2 separate regions of the Sus scrofa genome follow, and region 1 is linked to region 2. The links are chromatin contacts, called in public HiChIP or PLAC-seq maps. All regions are on one chromosome and are shown on one strand. Each heading gives the region's core, a stretch centred on a gene start, on an enhancer-like site or on the middle of the called end of the contact. The rest is flanking DNA. Distances are from core to core; before and after follow the strand shown. Region 1 overlaps LOC110257554 (a long non-coding RNA gene). Region 2 holds the start of CBX3 (chromobox protein homolog 3).

What was found. HiChIP or PLAC-seq counts read pairs in DNA pulled down with a chosen protein or histone mark.
Region 1: a contact with region 2 is called in an H3K27ac HiChIP or PLAC-seq map of skeletal muscle. The contact joins the enhancer-like site here to the promoter of CBX3 in region 2. A contact is called at or near these places in 1 of 5 promoter capture datasets (liver), 4 of 47 Hi-C or Micro-C datasets (embryonic fibroblasts, fetal heart ventricle, fetal skeletal muscle and 1 more) and 1 of 2 datasets of contacts at active chromatin or transcription factors (skeletal muscle).

What each region holds. Positions count from the first base shown.
Region 1 is chr18:46,293,619-46,298,190 of Sscrofa11.1, reverse strand. LOC110257554 (a long non-coding RNA gene) reads left to right here. Exons shown (of 4, transcript XR_002340331.1): 3 at 277-433; 4 at 4,439-4,572. Among named protein-coding and RNA genes, the nearest start is that of NFE2L3, 46 kb to the right of the region's middle. Within about 2 kb of position 3,105, at least 2 of the 83 cell types and tissues checked have an H3K27ac peak or open chromatin away from gene starts, as enhancers often do. A contact at or near this core is called in skeletal muscle, where this site is marked.
Region 2 is chr18:46,203,544-46,207,690 of Sscrofa11.1, reverse strand. It overlaps CBX3 (chromobox protein homolog 3), which reads left to right and starts at 2,577. Exons shown (of 5, transcript XM_021078986.1): 1 at 2,577-3,093. HNRNPA2B1 (heterogeneous nuclear ribonucleoproteins A2/B1) reads right to left here and starts at 2,527. Exons shown (of 13, transcript XR_002340389.1): 1 at 2,070-2,527.

The sequences.
Region 1 (4,572 bases), core at 1,856-4,355, 90 kb before region 2:
TGGAGAACTTAGGGAGACTGTGGACCCTGAAGTCATTTGCAAATAATGAAGGGCAGAACTGCAGCTTCCGTGGGAGTTTTTGACAGAGGTTCTAGACCTGCCTGGATTTTGCACCTTAAAGTTATCTTTTTGATGAACTCAAAGAGCAAAGATATGATAGATGTATTTGTTTGTTCACTGGGCATATTTAGATGAGTGTGTTTGTATTGACCCTGAGCTTCAGCATAAAATGGATTTTATGCTGAGTCATAGTCCAAAATCTGGAATCTGCTCTAGAATATACTGCTTCCCAGAATATAGCAGCCTATGCCTGAGCAATCCAAGCAATGAGACCATGCCCAGGTGTGCAGAATTCACAACCAAAGGAAATGCAACCTCATCAGGGAAGCCACACATCATGGAATAGAAAGAAGAATCCAAGGAAAAGCCGCTGGTGAGTAAGAGCCCTGAGGGAGTGCTTGGGGACACCATGCTTCAGGACTGGGTCACAGGGAGTTGGCATCTAACAAGGCAGCATGGGTCATTCAGGCCACCCAAAAAGCCAGAACTGAATGGCATCTCTTGCCCCTTTCAGTGAAGCTGTGGTTCTGAACCAATAGCAAAAAGGCTTTCCCCCACCACCTCATCACCCCACCACCCCACCACCCCATCTAGCTTAGGTGCAGCTGTAGTTGATGCGAACTTGACACAGGTGGGCTGGCCTCCGTGGGCCTCCAACTTTAGTGGGCAGAGGAATCACCTGGGTGTTTGTCAAATATACAGGTTCCTGAGCCCTCTCTCTCCAGAAATTCAGACTCTGATAGGCAAGGGAGAGAGGGCGATGGTTGAGTTCACAGCCCACTCACACCTGGAAATCACTGAAGAAAGAAGCACAATTTCCACGACGGCATTTAGGGCAATTTCCACCTGTGGGCAAGCATGTATTAAGCAAGGATAAGGAACCAGGAGGGTCCTGGACCCTGGTTGTTTTTTTAAAAAATATATCTTAGGGCTTTCTGATAAGGAACATATAAATGAACTGAAAGTGTGTGTGTATGTAATTTAATTAAGGAAAGACAGGAAAATGGGATGGGAGAGGGAGATGACAAATGGCTAAAGGCACACGCATCCCTTCATCTCCCATAACATTTCTGGAGCATGATCAGATTTCCTCTATTCATCTACAAAAAAAAAAAAAAAGATAATAAGATAGTGATATGAATGAGGTCAGGGAGTTCCTGGGAGGCCCTTTCTTAAATAGTAGCAGGTGGAGTAACTGGCAGTCACAGAACAAGCGGAGTGTCAGGTCAGGACAAGGAGATCACATATCGAGGGCTGACATGAGCAAGAGCAGAGAGAGGGCCACTGTTGGCTTGACTAATATGTGGCTTAAACCATAGCTGGTTCTTTTGACAGCTAGTAAAATAGAGAAATAGACTTTAGAATTAATTTTTTTTTTTTTTTTTTTTTTTTTTTGCCTTTTCCAGGGCCGCTCCCGCAGCATATGGAGGTTCCCAGGCCAGGGGTGTAATTTGGAACTGTAGCTGCCGGCCTATGCCAGAGCCACAGCAACGAGGGATCCGAGCTACGTCTGCAGCCTACACCACAGCTTATGGCAATGCCAGATCGTTAACCCACTGAGCAAGGCCAGGGATCGAACCCACAACCTCATGGTTCCTAGTCGGATTCGTTAACCACTGCGCCATGACGGGAACTCCTAGAGTTAATTTTAGAGTAGAGGAACTAAAGGTCAGATGTGGTAAATTTTTTGTGCTGGACCACGTGGATGGAGCCACGACTTGAACTTGAACTCAGATCCTCTTTGATGCATACGTTGGACTTACACGGTTCATCCTCGGTGTGAATGGCTAGCCGGCCGCATAAGTAAAGATAAAGCTAATACCAGCCCTGACAGGACAGTTTGTACCGGGAGCATGGCAGGCTGCAGTAAATACTTGTCAGTATACACGATGTCAGTACACGACGCTGGGTCAGATGGCCTTGAAGGGTCCGAGTCCAGCACCTGATGGCTTCTTGGTGAAACAGGCTGAAAATCAAACACGCTGCGCGGATCCCTTCTTTATATGCCCAGGACAGTACTAATAGCTAACACTTTCTGAACCCTTTCTAGGTCCTGGGCCTTTGTTTTACATACGAAGTTAATTATGACAACAATCCTGTGAGACAGAACTATCATTTTGCAGAAGAGGAAAAAGAGGCCCAGAGAGGTGAATGAACACAGGCCCTTGTTTCACAGAACTCGTTGTAAAATTTTGAGAACAAGTACATTCTGACTTACGGCTACTAGATAGGATTTCTTAGTGCAATAGGAATTTGGGATTGTTAGGGCAACAGGAGTTAGCCCTTTGGAAAAATCATTATAGGCTGCAGCACTGGAGGAACGCTTGTGGTAGAGGTGAGATTTGAGCTGCATCTTAAAAGAGTGAGAGGTGAGAGAGGGAGGCATTAGGGATAAGGGAAATGGCGTAAATGAAGGCATAGGGACAGGAATAAAGAGGGGATGCTCAGAGTTCCCATCGTGGCTCAGTGGCTAACGAATCCAACTAGGAACCATGAGGTTGCGGGTTCGATCCCTGGCCTTGCTCAGTGGGTTAAGGATCAGGCGTTGCTGTGGCTCTGGCGTAGGCCGGCAGCTGTAGCTCCGATTAGACCCCTAGCTTGGGAACCTCCATATGCTGTGGGGGCGGCCCCAGAAAAGCAAAAAAAAAAAAAGAGGGGATGCTCAGTGGGGCTTCCTGCTTGAGATGGAGTCTGTGTGTCAGGGGTTAGTGAGAAGCAAGTGGAGAATAGCAGGTGGAGTCAGGTCATAAAGGACTTACATCCAGGCAAGAACATCTGGCTGATTATTTAAGAAGCCAGACTATTTTCTTTCTTTCTTTTTTGGTCACACCTGAGGCCTGCAGAAGTTTCCAGGCCAGGGCTTGAACCGGTGCCACAGTAGCAACCCAAACCACTGCAGTGACAATGCTGGATCCTTAATCCGCTGGGCCGCAGGAGAACTCTGAGTCAATTTTCTTGAGTAGGAAACAGCCCAGCTAGAACTAAGCATACAGGACATTAGCATGGCCACACCCTGTAAGAAGATCCAAACGGGGCAGCAGCTTGAATGCCTGGAGATCCGTATGCCCGGCTGAATTAATCCAGGCCTGGAGGCAGTAGAAATGGAGAAAAGGAGATGTATGGGTGAGACCGTGTTATTAAAAAAAAAAACCATGCTGAGTCCTCTTGTTGGCGAGGCCCAGGGCTAAGAACCTGAGAGCTCATCTTGTTGCAGGTCGCAGCAGTCCTGGCAGGGGAGGCCACTGTCCCCATTCTAAAGAGGAAAAAGCCAGGGTCCTGATTCCTGAGCTTGTTATACTCTTAGTGACATGGACAGGCTCTGGCAGCAAAGAGATGTCTCAGCTTCTTATCAGGAATGACTGCTCTGAATGGGTCCAGAGCCATGTGAGAGCAGAGGTAGTTGGAGGTGACGGATTCTGTTTACAGTTAGTTGGCTCTGAGCTTACACTGTGTTTGTGCCGGGAGTTAAGAGTAGCAGTGACGTAAGACAGAAAGAGAAAGACAAACACCATACAGTGTCACTTACATGTGGAATCTAGAATATTCACAGGAGTTCCCGCTGTGGTGCAGTGGGTTAAGAATCAGACGACAGTAGGTCGCTGAGGAGGTGAGGGGTCGATCCCCAGCCCAGCACAGTGGGTTAAAGGATCCAGCACGGCTGCAGCTGTGGTGTAGGTCAGATTCAAACCCCGGCCCGGGAACTTCCCTATGTTGCTGGTACAGCCATTTTAAAAAGTTAAAAATTTAAAAAAATAGTGACATAAGTGAACCTATGTATAAAACAGAATCAGACTCACAGACATAGAGAACAGACGTGTGGTTGCCAAGGGGGAGGAAGAAGGGAGTGGGAGGGACTGGGAATCTGGGGTTAGTAGATGCAAACTGTTACATTTGGAATGGGTAAGCAATGAAGTCCTGCTATATAGCATAGGGAACCATATCCATTCTTTTGGGACCATGATGGAAAATAATACAAAAAACGAATATGTGTGTATGACTGAGTAACTTTGTTCTACAGCAGAAATTGGCCCGACATTGTAAGTCAACTATACTTTAGAACAGCAGAAAAAAAAAAGGGGGTAGATGGAGAGCAGTTTATCTCTGAGCTTGGAGGCCAGCTTAAAGATGGCAGCTGTGCCTAGGAGAGCCCTGGGGGCCTTTCCTGACCATCTTTGCATCCCAAGACCTCATTTCATCCCCATGACAGTCCTAGAAGTGAGTACTGCTTGGTCCCTGTGGAACGCAACACACTGAGATTTCAGATGCCAGCCAGACACCACCCACGCCCAAAGCCGCGCACATCAGGATGTCTGCTGGCCGGACCAGAAGTCAGGGTCGCATCTCCTAACACTGCTCCCTTCGGGGCCTTTCATTGCAGGCTGCAGATTAAAAGGCGTCCGAAAACAGAAAAAACAAAAACACACCTTTTCTGAAAGACTTCTGGCGCTCTAATCTGAGAATGGTCAAGAGAGAGTTTTAACAAAGCGACATAGCGCGGTAAACTGTATGTGT
Region 2 (4,147 bases), core at 1,328-3,827:
TCCACTTTTCAAAAACCATAAAGATATTTAAATGAACACTGTATCCAGTAGTTGCGTAGCACTACCATTTATTTTACACTTCACGATGTTTAACTTAGGCTTCTAGCAAACAACACAGCATAACACCTCGAATTTTCATTGGGAAAAGAAACAGAGCCTAGGCTTGAAATCTCAAACAAGCAAGCAAATACTTTGCATTAAAAGCTCTGTATTATGGATTATCAGTTAAGATTGGGTCATTATACTGTTTTCAGTTGGTTAAATTAAAAAACTATAAATACTCAGAAACGAAGTTACAATGTCCAGAATGTATAATGAAAAAGAAACAGTCAAAAGTACTTTCTGACACAGCAAGGTATTTTATTCCTAGCAAATCGTACTACACCCTCAACCCACATTTCTAAAGAGGTTCCTCTCTCCATCCATGCATGATACTAATAAACATTCGGTTTTTTTCCTGTAGAATTAACCTTTCAGGATTCTGAAAAATTTATAAAGAAATTATCAAACTAGCTCTTGAGACACTTTAAGAACCGTCTGTTATAATGGTTACTTGGCATATTGATATTCGGATTCTTTATTTATTCCAAGTATTTTCAATAAATGCTCCTTAAACCCAAATAAATCTAATTAAAAACACATCTACAAATTTTTTACATATCACTAACAAAAGGGAAAAACTCATTACTTACCTCATTTCCAAACTTACCCGCTGTCCACTATTGATTACAAACAAAGTTATTTTATAAGCGTGCTTAGGGTCAAAGAAAATACCCAGGTAGACCCCCTTCGCTTCAGACCTTAAGCTTATCAATGTTATCAACCATGATTGCAAACATAAATGAGAAAAGCAAGTGACAAAGTTCAAATACATAGTAGCCCAGCCTAAAACAGTTCGGTATACAGCAATACACGTACTGAAGGGCTGAGCCACGTTTTAAGCAGAGCACAACTAAAATCATTTTTATTGCACTTTCATCTTAATTTCTAGCTTACCACGTAAAAAATTTCCCAGTAAAAATCTTACTTAAAAGCCGAGTAATTTCTACAATTCCTCATAAGGGAAGCCTTCAGGAAATTAAAAGGATTCGGAACCTTCGGCACACCGCCCCCCCCCAACCCCCGAAGACCACCTTCCCCACGACCTCCCGCATAACCTACAGGACCCTGATGGCTCCGAATTTCGGTTTTTCATTTCTAAAGCTTCCTGCCATGTAACCGCCTTCCTAATCGCCGCAAACCCAGCTAAAACCGCTACGCAAAGGAACAAGGGCTGAAAAACAGAACGTTTTCTTTGTACTACGTATGGCTCGCCTCAAACCCGGGCCCGACACCCTAGATCGTTTTACCTCCGAAGCCGAGCGACCGCCGCCCCTCCCCCCGCCCTGCGGTGCGGCGCCTGAACGCAATGGCGCCATTTCATCGAGGGGAAGGCAGCGAGCCTCTAATGAGGTGCGCAGGACTTTAAAGATCCAGGCTCCCAAACCCTCAGAATCCACCTCGAAACGGCATGAAAACGGCCCGAAAAGGAGAAAAAACCGGCGAACCACCTCTACTCTTTGATAAAAGACTCAAACTAGCTGAATTTAGAGAGTTACAAGGAAAACGCTGCGAGAAAGAGGAGAAACGAAAATGGCGGCCGCCAAATCCGGTTCCCGCGAGGGGGGGAGGGGAAGCCGCAGCCTCGCCCGCGAGGACCCGCAGCCCGCCGAAACGCTCCAACGCGCGGACGCCAGGGTCCCCAAACCAGCGTGCTGTAAAAAGGGAGTAAGAATTCCCGCCTCCGCGCCCCACTTCCACCGAAGTCGGCTTGCGTCCGCCATGTGGAAGTTCCCCATCCCCCACCCCCAGCAAAGGGAAATGGCGCCGGGAGCCTGAGGGTGGGGAAGGTGCGGAACGATCAGGCCTCCGCTAACGACCCCCCTTCAAAAGTACCCCGAGACCAACCGCTTCTGAAGTGGCCCAATTTCGCTGCCGCTCTCCCACGGAGGCGGGTGGCCGACTTCCAATAAGGCGCCAACGGCCTCGCCATGCCCTTTCCAACAACTCATTGATTTCAAACCCGTTACCTCCATCGCGGACTCAGTCGCTTCAGCCCGATTTCCCGCAGCCGAGCGAGATGAGAGAGATCTCCGCGGACGAACACGAACCGGACTCGTCCTGGCGCTGTAGTGAGAACTGCCGCTGCTCGAGAAACAACACCGCTAAGAGCACCTCCACTCGGGACCCGGCGCTGCTGCTACTGCCGCTAGAGCCGCTGCCGCCGCTTTTCTAGAACCTTCCCCCCGACTAACGCGTCCTGCCCTACGTCAGGCCGTTGCGTAAACGCCCTAACCGCCGCCAATGGCGGGAACGCTCTACGACCTCCTTGCGCCAAGTACGTGCCCCTCCCTCCTCGCAGCCAACAGTGGTGCTTGACGTCACTTGCGTAAAAGGGCTCTGTGAATTGCGGAAGGCTCGAGCCCTGCGTATTTCTCTCTCGGAATTAAGTCCAGTCCCCGCCCCCCGCCCAGCTTTAGCGCAGGGCAGGTGAGAAACGGTCGCGCAGTTTGAAATTAACACTGTGGGGAGGAGCTTAATCCTCAGCTTTCAGGTCCAGCCCCTCAACCCGGAAGGTGGTCCTTAGAGCAACGCTTTGATAATCCCAATACCCACCGCCCCCCGTCTCTAAAAAAAAAAATCTTTGTAGCCTTCTCTACAGCGCTTTCCCTCCTCCTCCCTGAATTGAGGACAGACTCGGCCTCTTCCGGAAACACCCGAAGCGACTTGTGGTCAACAAGTTACATTTCACGCCTCACCTACCTAACCTTGGACAACGCTTTTGGGGTCAACCTCTCGGGTTCAGGAGGTCTTTGGACAGGGTAATCTAACTCTTAGTTCCTAATTGAGTCCTCCCACCCAAGTTTTACACCCACCACCAGCATTTGGAGGCACCCAACCCCAGGGACTAGGAAGTGGGCGGAGTCCTGTTTTGGCGCCAGTGCAGCTGCTGCAAAGCAGGAACGCCTCCGCCGAGGAGACTCCGGTCACAGTCCCCGCTCCTCCCTCTCTTTCCCTCCCCTTTGGGGACCACCAGCCGCTACGCCCCGAACGGTGAGTGCCGGTGTCACCACCCCCTCCTTCCCCCACCCACCCTTCGGCTCGGGCTCGGGCTCGGGCTCCCGGCGGGCAAAGCGCGGCGCGCGGCCCCTCCCCCCCGCGGGGCGCGCGCTCACCCCCGCCCCTAGCGGCCGCCTGGCGTGGGCGGTGCCACCCCGCACCCCCCCCACCCCCAGCGGCGCGGCCCCGCGCGCAGCTCCCCAGCCCCCTCCCCCTCGGATGTGGCTGGAGCTAGAGGCGCGCAGGGCCGAGGACGCCGCAGACCTGGGACCCGGAGCAGCTCTGAGGCGGTGAAGTCGGTGTCTTTATTTTCCCCTACCTTTCACTCCGTGGTCTTGCTTCAGATACCACTTGCGCCCCAGAGACCCTCCCCCCAGTTCCCCGCTTCCCATCCTTCCCGGCCCGACCCCGAGTCGGAGCTGGCGGGAAGGAAACAGGCGAATGGAGACCCCGCGGTGGGCCTGGTGCTGGGCCGGTGTCTCTAGTTGGTCGAGGGGACGAGACTGCTCGTTATGAGGTTGAGAACTGTGGCGACAGCTGCCTTATTTGTAGACAAAGCGCGTTTCTTCCTCCCCTCCCCCATCCCGGAGCTACATGAGGGGTCCTCCTCCCTCTCCCGGACTCGGTCGGCGACTCGGGCCTCCAGGGAGGGCTGTGCATTCTCCCGCATCCGTGCGGCCCGAAGTCCGGAGGCAGCGGCGGGCGCTCCGTTACGAGGCCGCCTTCGGGTCGGGGAGGCGCGGGCCCCGTGGCGCAGTGCCCTTGAGCCCCCGCGCCGCGGCCTTTGTTTCTCCCCGCGGATGCGCTGACCATGCGGCCCGCGCTCGCGTGTGGGGGGCGGGGGCCGGGCTCGAAGGCCTTATTAAGCCGGGTGGGGCTGGGGCTTAAGGGCAGCGGCTGAACGTCCGGAAAGAGGTGATTTGTTTTCAGAAGTGGCACGAAATGGGATTGGAGCATTTTGGGGTGTTTTTTTCTCTTAGTTTATTTAACTAGTGATTGGAAAAAGGGAGAGTTTCTAAAAAGAAACCAAGTTGGGATTACCTAGGCG